Regions from separate parts of the Ctenopharyngodon idella genome. Here region 2 is linked to region 1. The links are chromatin contacts, called in public Hi-C maps. All regions are on one chromosome and are shown on one strand. The core of a region is the stretch at or near the end of the contact, and the rest is flanking DNA. Distances in the headings are between cores, read along the strand shown.

What was found. A called contact is a pair of places that touch in the nucleus more often than the background predicts.
Region 2: a Hi-C map of muscle shows a contact between it and region 1, with 2.4 times the contacts expected there. The contact joins the promoter of si:dkey-286j15.3 here to the promoter of pdcd4b in region 1. A contact is called at or near these places in 2 of 2 Hi-C or Micro-C datasets (both in muscle).

The regions. Positions count from the first base shown.
Region 1 is chr10:17,051,879-17,058,887 of HZGC01, forward strand. It overlaps pdcd4b (programmed cell death 4b), which reads right to left and starts at 2,519. Exons shown (of 12, transcript XM_051907833.1): 1 at 2,367-2,519; 2 at 1,833-1,920; 3 at 1,304-1,606. The coding sequence starts at 1,875. It overlaps rbm20 (RNA binding motif protein 20), which reads right to left. Exons shown (of 14, transcript XM_051907830.1): 14 at 2,830-5,211. The coding sequence ends at 5,143.
Region 2 is chr10:17,199,745-17,206,390 of HZGC01, forward strand. si:dkey-286j15.3 reads left to right here and starts at 5,209. Exons shown (of 4, transcript XM_051911508.1): 1 at 5,209-5,519.

The DNA of each region.
Region 1 (7,009 bases), core at 1,269-3,768:
AAAAGAAATGTAGGACAGAGACTTGATTCTATCCATTGGTTGGTGATTGGATGGAGGCAGAAAGGGGCAGGGTGTAAACTGACATGATTGAGGCTGACACTTCACCCGAAAATCAACTTATGTCATTTTGATTAAGAATTGCAAGGTCCCAAAAAAAAAAAAAAAAAAAAATGCATGGATAAATCGATCACATTTCAAAATATACTGGGTGAATTTTCATTTCATGCCGACTTTAAAATGATTTTATGTTTGCTCCCACTAGATCAAATTACTATTTGGCAATGAAAATATTTGTCACCAATTTCTGATTTAAGGGCGAAAACAACGCTACTGGCTTTTGCTCAGCCTGACTGCAAAGCCTTTAAAGACGACTGCCAATATGTTCTAATCCACTTTTCAGGCCTATATGGATGAAGTGGGGCATTCAACCTTATGTATGGCACTTCCAAACCTACTACATTTTCACTGCAACGCCTACATCTGAAGGATTCTGGACAAAAAAAGCAAACAGAATTTCCTGCCCTGCCCTGCGGGCTGACTTAACCAGCAGTTACGTAACACAAACAGGGCCGACTGTGCCATCGCAGAGGGAATCAAAAAGAGAAGTGTGCCATTAAGTCATCTTGTGGGTGATGGGGGAGGTGGAAAGGTCAGGAGGGGGCGATAATCTCAGCTAAAACACTCATCTAGACGATTAAATGATCACTATCAGACACAAAGAGAGTCAAGTGTTTTTTTTGCAGGCTTGGTATTATGTTAACAAGTCAGCACACATGTAGTGTACTTGACGCAGCCAGTCAGACTGCATGTAAGCCGTTTTTTCTGCAAGCCAGACTTTTCCAAATCAATTCAGGTCTGTTGCACTCAGGGACGTTGAACCCTCTACAAAGGACCACCACCGGGTAAAACAACATTTGAATGAATGGGAGTGACCGTGTGTTATGAACGTACGTGTGAATGCGGGTGGAGTTTGGTTGCTGAAGTGTGTCAGTTCCTTCGCATTAAGAACCACTCGGATGTTTGTTAGCCCTCTAATTGGCTAAAATAAAGCAGCGGATGCTGGAACAGAGCCAGGCTAACACTTAATTTGTTTTTAACATGCACTGGATTTCCAGATCTTTCAGAATTACAGAACTCCAAATCCAATGTATTCGTATTTATGTGCACTCCAATATTTTATTGCAGTGCACATAATTAAATCAAAATATCTGAAGTCCAGAACGTTTTCGTCTGTTTATGTAGACACATATAGTTATGGTTCTTGGTGTGAACGAGCTTTAAGGAATGAAAACACCACCAATACCTTTCTTTGGCAGGCCTCGTCCCTTGCCCATCCTCGACCTCCGGTTAAGCAGTTTGCCCTTAGGGCTGGTGGGCGGAACTGTGGACCGGACCACATCACCGTTATCACTCAGCGAGTCGCCCCGGCCTGAGTCCCGGGAGGAGTTCTTCCTCAGACGTCTCTTCACCTTGGCCTTGAGTCTCGCCTCGTGAATGCTGCCGGTGGGGGCCAATATCCAGTTTCCATTGATCTCATTATTGACATTTCCAGCGAAGGTGCTGTCCTCATCCCCGGAGGGGAAGGAATCGCTAAGATTTCCGGCCTCTGTGGATGACAACGTGAATAGTTTGACTAAATATACATAAAAATAGCATTAACACTAGGGGCCAAAGTTTGGGCCCATTAAAAGACTTTTTATTCCACTGAGAGAGTACAAACAAGTGATAGTCCTGACCTTGACAACTTCACCAAGACTTATCATATCAAATACAAAATATGAGGGCAAATAGTTCTCAAACACTGACCTAGAAACATTTAAACTTGAACTTACCAACAGGGTTTGCATTTAGCCATGCCTCACAGTCAGTTGCCATGGTTAAGGAATTAAGTTTTTCAGCGTATGAAATGTGCCTTTGCACCTAGGATGCAGATATGTTAAAGTTAATACGTCAATCTTTCGAAAGCATAAATGAATACATGCAGACAGCTGCTCCAATCAGCAGCGTCCATTTGGCTCATACACAAGCCTGATACAATGAATGGACCACATTACCATACAGACAGGAGATCTACACTCTCTAAAACAAAGTGTTTTGGCGAAACAATATTCAGTTTTTATAAAAAAATTTATTAACGTGTTTTATATTTGACGTAGAACACGAATTTAATGCATGGCGTTATGTGCACGCGCAAATGCACGGGCGCAACATAAACATAAACAAAGCCTCGGGGCGTGCAGAGAACAAACGCGTTTTAGCCTTTATTTGACGCAGCGTATAAGGTAAAGCCTTCATAAGTGTTATATATTACAAAATTAAGTTTCTTTCAAACAACAGCCAGTCGACGAAGAACAAATCCTACTAACCTGCTTTATCGCGTAGTCCAAGTTCGAACGTACTCTCCGCTGATGTTGATTTTGTGTTCTCTGCCCAGCAACTCGATAGTGTAATGCTGCCCTGCGAGCTCTCTGATTGGTCAGAAAAATAGAGGCGGATAACAAGGTGACCAATGAAAATTGAGATCTGATGAAGCAGGTCTTTCTCGTATTTTCTACGAGGTGTTCGTTGAAGATCGTGACTTTCCGCCGCCTGGGGATGGACGCTGGAACAGAAGTGATGTCATTATGTAACAGATTGCGCATGGGTGAGGATGAAGTCACTACCTCTCTGTTATATTTATTCAACTGACCCATTTGAAAAAAAAAAAGACCGCAGGTAAAATAAGATGCAAGGGTTATTTCATAATGTACAGGTCAAGACATGTCATTCAGGGCCATCATGGGACACGAAGCTTTGGTATTCGTCGTTTCACATAAATATCAGGCCACACTATTTCCAAAATGTTTATTCAATATTTGCATCAGTGCAACCCAAAATAATTATACAGATTTTTCTTTCAGAAAAATGGGATGCTATCATTAACAGAATATAAAACAGCGGACAAAAAGTTTTCCAGAACCATTCCAATAATATACTCACATTATAACACACACACACTCAGGTTTTTTTTATCTTTAAACAAATAAATTTGATATTAGATAAATAAGCATGGTCCAGTTCAAGTATCCCTAAAGTCTGAGCTCTGTGTACAGCAATGATGAAATGTTTTTGTTTTTTTTTTGCATTTTGAGACATTCACTACACTTGACCACCTAAAAGGCACTTTAAAAAAGTGAATATTTAAGCATGAAACAGAAGAAAAAAACACATGAAACACTGAAGAAAAAAAATGACCACAGAAAATGCAATACAACAGAATATTCACATTAACCTGAGGATAATTTTACACCTCTTCAAATTTAAATACAAATTTAAATAAGGCACTTCTGAAGGAAAATCTACACATATGCAAGCTTTAGAGTATGAATGAGGCAGATGCAAATGATGTAAACACTACACTTACCAGTGCATTTCACATTCTGATATGTATTTTTCACAGTGTAAAAAAACTTCCTGACCTACAGAGGATACACACGCCGCCTTGTGTCCTATGAATAAGGACAGTGTACTTAGCAAGACAGTTCACTGAAAAATGAAAATTGTCTCAACCTCATGTCACTTCAAATCTCTATAATGTTCTTTTGTCCATGGGACACAAATGAAGATATTTTGCAGAAAGTGACAATGAAAGTGAATGGGAACTGAGGCTGTCAAGTACACTCTTAAAAATAAAGATTCCAAAAGGTGGGTTTTTGCAGTGATGCCACAGAAGAACCATTCTGGGTTCCCTAAAGAACCTTTCAGTTTAATTTTTTTTCTTAGTGTGAAGAACATTTAAAAAATTTAAAGACCCCTTTTTCACTATAAAGAACCTTTTGTGGAATGGGAAGGTTCCATGGATGTTAAAGATTCTTCATGCAACAACAGATGCAAATAAAGAACCTTTATTTTTAAAAGTGTACAGAGCCTCACTTATGACGTAGGAGGAAAAAAAGATATTGTGGTCACAACTTATTCATTCACTCGTTTTAGTTCAAAGCTCCATATGGCTTCAAAAGACTAGGAATATAGCACACATATCACATGGACAGTTCATGGGTAGATTACTTACAAACTGTAATCCATTATGGAATACAAATTACATGATGAAAATTGTAGTTAGTGACGTAGGCTAATCTACATTACACATTTTACTTTTTGATTACTTTTGACAAAACTCATTTATCACATTGTTTTGAATATGATAATCTTGTAGCATATTGATATGAAAATGCAAAGAGAAAGAAAATTTATTCGACTCTTTGTTATCAACAACGTGAAGTGCATTAAACATACTTCAGGCTTTCTCAAACTGGGGTTTGTGTTGGAACTGCAGGGGGTTCGTAATTTGACAAAAAGCTAATTAATTAGATCTTAAAATGTTAAAGTAAAAGAAAAATATTTTAAAATAACCAAAATAAAACACTTACTAAAAATATTTTACTTGTTTATGTTGTGTGACCTCTCAATTTCCATGTAATTATAGCTAATGGCCACTCTTGTGTGCGCAATTCCACAAAACTGGAAGATTTTCTGAACATATATAAGCAATAGGCTTTTTTAGAAAGAAAAAGTTAAAAGATAAAATTGGGAGGATTAGGATAATCATTGAATTATGAATAATTTACTGCTATTTTGTGATTAAGTACTCAAGTACTCAATAAAAAGTAACTAGTCTGTAACTGTAGTCAAGTATTTTAAAATGTAATATAATCTAATTACAAGTATTTAATTTTAGGAATCTGATTACGTAATCCAAATTACATGTAATCACTTACTATCCAGCACTGCACATGGATTACTTTTATGGTACTTTTATGATTCTTTTTAAATTTTGGAGCCACAGTCTCCATTCACTTCCACTGTACAGGAACAAAAATCACTGTATTTCACTGACAAAAAAAAGTAATATGCATTTACATTTTTTTCCAGTGAACTATTCCGTTAAAACATGATATTTAATAACCCATTTTTTAATTCGGAAAAACTTTCATACAATTCACATTGCTATGTACTAGAGTACACAGAGGATCCAATTGCTCTGGTTCTCCTTGTGTCCCTTCCCTTCCTCTTTGTGTTTGTGTTGTGTCTCTCTGTCTTGATGGATGTGTCTCATTCAGTATGTCCCAGCAGCGGTGCAGTCCCAGTAGTCTCACATGAGCTTCAATCAGTGTTTGGCGACTCTGTGTGGAAGTTCAAGAGACTTTCCTCCGCCAACTGCGACAGATACTTCTAGAAAAACAAACAAAAAATCCCCTATTAAATTACACAAATGACAGTTTACTTTTAAATTACAGGAATAAGAGCAGTCCTACAGCCTTGAAGAGCAACAGTTTGGTTTCTCTGACTAAAATGGCTGACTGATGGCACCTGACTGTTATACTGAAGTAAGTTTATGCTACATTTGGATTATTACAAGTTGGGCTCTTTTGGCTCTATTAAAGATATACTTTTCAAACCCGTTAATTTATGTAATTTGTCCTCTGACAATGTGGATAAAATTACATAAATCTTTGACTTGCTAAGGCTAATTTCATAGCTAGCTTTTTATGTATCCTAATTTAGTCATCTTAAATAATATTGTGGTACTTTTTGCATAATTTGACAAAACTGACTTTCATATTTTAAAGGTGCAAAATAATTTTGCACAAATGTTGTGCTGATGAGTACTGTTGAGTCAAGTTGAGGTCTGTTTTAATGACACAAAAGTTCCTGTAGCTGAAGAAACTCCCATAAATGTGCATCCTACCAAAATGCGTATTTGTTTACCAGTGAAACAAGGAGAGCTAAAACAGAAGAAGGTCAAAATGTGGGAGGAAAGCAGGTGTTTCCTGTAGTGTTTACTGTCTCTCTCTCTGTCTGTCTGTCTCGGTTTCACCTGTCTTGCTCTTCTGGTGTTAAATTCAGCTGTCACCTTCTCACTGTAGTTCTTGTAAACTCAACACAGCTGGCAGACCTCAAGGTGGAGAAGTGAAGTATGAGGTGACGCTCTTTGGCCGACCACTCTAGTCTGAGAGACACGACAACTGGTTGTGGTCTGACTGTGATGACGGGGAATGTCCAGCTCCTTGCCGCCTCAACTATGTTGTGTTGGAAAGTGTGTTTGTCTGTCTGTATGTGTGTGTTTCTGAAGGGTTATAATGAGGAAACTATATCCCACCCTGAGGACCGGACTCCTTAGATCAGTCAGTCTTACATTGCCGTCACCATTGGTGGTGAGTAACTAAGTAAGTGTAGCCTTTTCAGTAACAAGGTACTATTTCCAACAAGTAGCAGTGTAGCATGGCCAAATGCTACGTCGCTGTTTGAATTTCATATTGTTTGCGTGCATCTTTACTTCCAAGCAAACAACAGTCTAATATGCTCAGCTGATTGGTCCTCTCAGTCCACTCTTGATTCATTCTAAGAAACAATTCACCAACTCACTGATTTGAATTGCTTCAGCAGCTTCTATGTAGTAAGTTAGCCTGTAGTTTAGCTAATCTGATGTACATCTGGAAACTCTTGCTGTGTCCCAATTCGCATACTATCTGTCCTAAATAGTATTCAAAATTAGGATCGTAGTATGTTGAAATAAGTATTCCAAAGATACCCGGATGGTCTATTTTTCTGGTTAGTATCCGGAGTGCAGATCCGCGCACACTTTAACGGCTAATATTGCCCACAACCAATTGCGCTGTAGACGAGGATTCAATTAGAACTATAAAACACAAATAAAAAGTGTTAAAAACTACAAACATGGCGGATGTGTGAGTCCGACAGTTAAGTGGAGCAATTTATAATTAATAATCAGTATCTAATCTGACAAAAAGATATTTATTCAATGTTATCTACATTATATTCCATCTGCAACAGCATTGTGAACTTTTATAAAGATACGTTTGGTCATTAACCTTTAAATGCATCATTATGCAAACATGAGGAGATCTCCTCATGAAAGACCCATGACTGGCAAATAAACGTGCTGCTACATTTCTCTCTGAAATGGTAGGAAATTAAATTAAATTAAATTGAATGTGGAGAATTTTAA
Region 2 (6,646 bases), core at 3,959-6,458, 150 kb after region 1:
CCTCAGAAGGCCTTTATTAACCCCCTGGATTCGTATGGATTACTTTTTTTTTTATGGAAGGATGCATTATTTTTGGCTTCAAAATGCAGCCCCCCCCCCATTCACAACCATTATAAACCTTGGAGGACTAAGGATATTTTTATTTTAAATATATCTCTGATTGTGTTTGTCTAAAAGAAGGTAGTCATATACACCAAGGATGGCATGAGGGTGAGTAAATCATGGGATCATTTTCATTTTTGGGTGAACTATCCCTTTAAAAGGCAAAAATGCTTTGTAGATTAAATAGTTTAGTATATATTTCATTATTATTTCTTATTAACAGGTTTATTTTAAAATATTATTAATATTTAAAACAAAAACTACGAAACCACAGTCAGTTTGGTGTAACATCAGGAAACCATTTTATTGTCATGTGTCCCTCATGGCTGAGTATCAAGGTCATGATTACACCACTTGACAGAGTCACTAAATCCAAATTTTTGTTTAAAACCAGCAACATTGATGAAGTTTTCTATTCTTTGAATCGTCAAAGATTTCTCATTTTGATAATCTATTTTGTCCTTTAAAGGATGGTGTCTGTACTGTTATTGGATCCCAGAAAGGGTTATTTTTCACAAACACGACACGTCATGTTCACCAAACACAGTCAGGCTCATCACATGGACATACGATGGACAGGAAATGTATCTGTGAGATTTTTGCATTCAACGCACGAACCAGCCTCACACATAAATGGAGGTGTCCTTTGACGTCACAAACCGAGACAGCAGTCAGCACATTCATGTTGGAAAAAAAAAAAAAAAAAAAAACTGAAAACACCTCGTTCGCTTCTCTTGCTGTTTTTCCAGTTCATCAGGGACATCTTGCTAATGTGTGAAGAAACAGTGTGACTGAAAACTACACCCAGTCTCGGCACACCGTTGTTAGACCGAAAGTAGAGAGAGGAACACCTTTAGCAGCTAGCTTTGTGTGAATGTGTTTGTTTGGATCTGTAGAATGGGATTTGTCATTGTCACCCATCTGTCCCATTACATAGCAAACAGGAAGTGACCCGTTTGTTTCAGCATTACTCACAAACACACACACACACACACACACACACACACACGAACTGCCATTACTCACCTCTGAGGCCTCCATTACAAGAGCAGTGTGCAGTCTGATACAGCACCACAGATTGTACCTTGTACTGTATTTGTACACTTTCTGTCACCAAAAACTATTTGTGCTTAATAACAATTTTTTTTTTTTTTTTTTTTTTCCAAAGTTTTGGGGCTTTTAAGTCCATATATGTTAGCTTTGAGGCTATAACGAATATGTGACTGAACTCTTTAAAGTTTATTGGTGAATCTCACAAAATATATTTTACTTGTTATTACTGTAATGTGGAAAAATTACATTTGGGTAAGTCTATTAATTTCAGCAAGGCTGTGTTTATTAGATAAACTGTAATATTGTGAAATATTATTAGAATTATAACTGTTTTTTTTTTTTTATTTATTTTAATATATATTTTTAAAATGCAATTTTTAGCAACATTACTCCAGTCTTCAGCGCCACATCTTTCAGAAATCATTCTAAAATGCTGATTTGCTGATCAAGAAACCTTTTTTTTTATTTTTGTGGAAACCCTGCTACATTTTTTCATGATTATTTGATGAATAAAAAAATTATAAATGTCTTTACTGTCACTTTTGATCAATTTACTGTGTCCTTGCTGAATAAAAGTATAAATTTTTCTATTAAAAATAACCTTACTGACAAGTAATTTTATATTTCTTTTATTTTTGGTATTGAGGTGAAATGTTATCTATACATGTTTTTATGAGCTTATTATGACAAAATAAACAAGATATATGCATTTAAAATTTACAGTCTGAGCAAAGACAGACCAAAAATATTCATGATCTTATTCACAAAGGCATGTTTTTGGTCAAATAAAAATGCTCTCCAGAATATGAATAATTTAGTTGAGAACATTTAACCGAAATCCACTGAGAAATGAAAATTTAGACAGGTGGTTGCTTAGGAGCCCAGATCTTCACCTCTGATCACCACACACATCTGCCTCCTCTAGCCTACCTCACAGCTGGGTGAGTCAGTGCTGACTTTGGTGACTGGTCCAGGATCAGTGCCAGCGCCGGTATCGATTCTTTCTTGTGGACTGAGAAAATTACTGTCTACTTGATCCCAGATGAGCTCTTCAAAGAAAAAGAGCAAACAAGACAAATTTTTTTCTGCGTCAATGAGCACATGACCTCTTAAGTCAGTCACTGCAAATAATTTTATTTATCTTTATTTGTTTCAAATTTAGCTACCTTCTGGGTCATTTATCAGCAGTCTTGTCCTTCAAAGTTTGTCTAGGCCAGAAAATCGCACGTGCGAAGGCTCAATGCCTGTATATGACTCACAGGACTCGTGCATTACTGATATGCATGTAGATTCACGCGCCCCGCGCTGTTATTGCTCACGTCTGACTATTAAACTCATTCGCGGTGAGTCATAACACATAGAGCTCTGTAGGAAGAGATACGTCACGCGGGGAGCTGTCAGTCAATTCCTTCAGCCTATTATTTCGGTGATATGGGGCAAGTAAATCTCAAATGCATAATAAAAATAGGCTATATAGGAATATCGCATTTAGCAGCATCTGTTGGACTGTAGGCCCAAACCAAGTGTGCTAAAAACTTGTGCCATACCGAGGTGTTATTCGATGATGGGTAAACAGACCATGAATCTAATTTCATAGACCTGGGCCGCCATCTAGTGGTGGGCACATGACAACTTTTGACTCTTATAAACTTTTATGGACACCTTTTGCAAAGCAGACACCATTTTCTAGTATACAATGTCAATATAGTTCATAATCATACTTTCATAAACCAGTTAGGTGACGACACCACCACTCTCTTTCTAAAAGATGATCCCTGTTGCTATTGATCATATTAAAGTGTTTTCTAAAGCTTCTGGCTTAACTTTGAATCTAGATAAATGTAAGCTGCTTGCCATAAAGTCTTGATCTTCCTCTTCCCTTCATGATATCCCTGTTAAATCTCATGTATGTTACTTGGGTATAACTATTTGCAAAGATGACAATATCAGAAGTAGGTTAAACTTTGATCCAGTAGTTGCTAAAGCTAAGAAAAAAATAAATTCCTGGCTCCAAAGGGACTTACCTTTAGGAGGAAGGGCACTCCTTGCCAAAGTTGAGGGTATTTAGAGAGTAACCTACCCTGTTCTGTCCTTGTATGTGGACAAGTCTATCTGCGCTGAGATCGATAAGAAGGCTTTTTTACTTCCTTTGAAACACGAGACACTATATGAAAAAGTCTGTCGTTATAAACAGCTATGATTATGGGGGTCTACATTTTCTTGACTTATATTCCTTAAACAATACATTTAAGATAAATTGGTTGAATGCACTTAATTTAAGGCACTTAATTTATAAACACAACTTCAGTCCCCACCATTATTTTATCTGGAATAGCCATGATATCTGTTATAAAAAATAAATCTGTATTTTTTCCTGATTGGTTTCCTGATTGGTTTTCACTTGAGTAATTATCTTCCTGATTTTCCCTGGAAGAGTGTGGTCTTTACCTAATAAATAGGCCTATTTAATTACGAACAAGGTTAAAGAGGTATCCTTTAAATTGCTACATCGAGTTTACCCTGTGAATCTTTATAAAAAAAAAATAAAAAAAAATAAATATATTTTAAAAAATGTTTCCAGAGAAGGATCCTCTTTGTTCCTTTTCTGGAATGGTAGATGAGTCTGTCCCTTATCTTTTTTGGAAATGTGTCCATTTTTTTTAAATTTTTTTTATTATTATTATTATTTTTATTTATACGTGCTTCTCTCTTAAACAGATTTTCTTCAGAGGTGTAAAGAGTACCTGAAAACCATACTTGAGTAAAAGTACTGATACCTTACATCGAAAATGACTCCACTACAAGTTACAAGTAACCAATTCCAATACGACTTGAGTAAAAGTCTTAAAGTATCTGATTTTAACAGTACTTAAGTATTTTACTCATGCTGAATGTAGGCTCAGAGATGCACTAGTCCTGAGAGACATGCCAGTGAAAATAAGAAACAACTGATTTGTAAGATGAGAAATCAAGTTTATTTTCTAAGATCAAAATAAATCTGAACACCTCAATATTGCAATAAATCAAGGTCAACACAGCAACCTTTTAAACGTCTACAGCTCAAGTGCACAGAAAAGCCATAAGTAAACCAATATCCTTCAAAACGGTCTTGTCAATATAGCGGATAAAAAAATGTTAAGTAAAATTAAATAGTGAAAGTCTACTGTATGTGCTGGTTTGAGCCTCATCACCAGCTGCAGTCAACATCTGCGATCAGCATCTACCTGCTAATGCACTCACATTCATGTAAAGTATCCTTGTTGACAAGTTTTGGGTGAGTAAAGGCAAAATGCACAAGTTATAGTACCTTCAATGCCCTTAGATGGCGATATTGCTTCTTTATATCAGAAACAAACTGTTGCAGAAAAAGTTAGCTGCCATGAAAAATGTAATTTGTAATTGCATAACTCATCACAAATGTAGTGGAGTAAAAAGTACATTTACTTGCTCTAAAATGTAGTCAAGTAGAGAGTAAAAATTGCAACAAAGTAGCCAAAAAGATACCTAAGTACAGTAACTAATTACTTTTACTCAAGTACTTTACACCTCTGCTTTTCTTTGTTGTACAAGGATGGGGTTTTTTTTTTCATGTTGTTCTCATCTATTTATTTTACTAGCTAAATTTTTTAAACATAAGTGCAAATTTTTGTCTGTAAAGCCCCTATTTATTATATTTTGTAAAGATATGAAGTAGTACTTGGATACATTAGGCTACCTCCAACAATGTTAAAGCCTTAATCAATAACGTTATGTATGTTATAATATTCATTCTTTCCTGTAATGTACAGTTGACTGTATGCACTGATGTAGCTCTGATGACTGTATGCTATTGATGCTATTTGTACCATTTTATAAGCAGCTAATAGCACCTGCTTAGCATTTCTCATGTATCGTTTATTATTATAAAAAAATATCCCAAATCGCATAAAAATCACATAATCATATAGCCTACTGTCGTTATCGTATGTTTAGTAGTTTAATGTTTCATGTTTATAAACGTTTCTCTGGGTTGGTACACAGACAGAAATCGAAAGCAACTTAAGCCCACTTAATACCCACTTCTGAAGCGCTGAGCTAATCGCATTTTTCAAATTCAAGGTTTTTCTTTTTTTCTTTTTTCGTTTGTTTAAATAGGAGGGCGTTCGTGGGCAATTCGTACTCCCGATAATTCAGAGAGCATTAAGTTTATGAAGACGTAACGAGTTGAATATGTGCAGGGAGAGAATGATCTTCCTCTGAGTCATAACACAGATCGCGGAAGAGAAGCACAGACAGCGCTGGAAGCCGCTAATGCTCATCAGATCGCGAAATTCAGTGGGAAATGAATAGAAATGATGATTCTGCCTAAAGAAAATATGAAAAGTGTAAGTATAACAATATTTCTCCAAATATGCACACTTTTTGACTAAAAGCCTAATGGATGCGGTTTAGTGAAGAACGTTCAACGTAGGCCTTATAGGTGTTTAGTCTGGCCCGCCGTGGCAATGCAATATTTTTTGCATGTAATATTTGTGAGCAAGGGGTTTTCTGAAATGTACACAAGCCACTTGTATGGCAGGTTGTCGATACAGGACGATACAGGACTTGTATGGCAGGTTGTCGATACAGGACTCAGGGGCCGTTCACATATCACGTCTTTTGCGCGCTCAAATTCGTTTCAAATGTAGGCACGCAGCAGCCGCGCTCATAATAGAAGCGACGCCCATGCGGTGCGTTTTCCAGGCGCATCGAGATGAAAAATTCTCAACTTTTCAGAATGCCGCAAGCGCACCGCAGGCCATGTGACAAGAACCAACCTATCAGCTTCGGCCTTTCCGTTACAACATCGAAAGCTCAGCCGAACAGCTGATCATAGCCGTACATGGTGGTTTTTATATCTCATATATCTGCACGTTTTCTTTTTGGAATTTTCAGTGTGAACACACTACTCGCACTATTTGTACTTAAAAACGTAGTAGAATAGTGCATAAGTACGCAAATGGGCTATATGCACGGAGCGTTCTTAGAACTTCCACAATAATACAAGCCAGCTCGAAAACTTCCGGTGAGATGTCATTTGCTGGTGTGTTGAGCATCAGTAGTGTAATACTTAGTTTATAATCAGAATATAGTCACTTAAATAGTCAGGCATAGCACTCGTTTAGTTATTCAAACGTAAGACGACATAAAAATAAATAAATAAATAAAGACGTACCTCATTGTTCCTCTAAATTCAATTCGACCATCAGTTTTCACACTTTTGTGTGAAAAAAAGCGTCAAAAATAAAATATTTATTGTGCACTTTAGTTAGATTAATTGAATAAAATGTGTGTTTTTACAAGTGTGCCAAAATCATTGATCTTGTTCAAGTGTTCATTTTTCTAATAGGTTTGGTTTTAGTTTAGTTTATTTGATGCTATGGGGCTTGGCTGAACCTGCAGACTTCTTTGGGAGCTCCTGGGGGAGACTTAAGCTTTAACTTTAGCTTTTGATGTTCAATAATTGTGATTA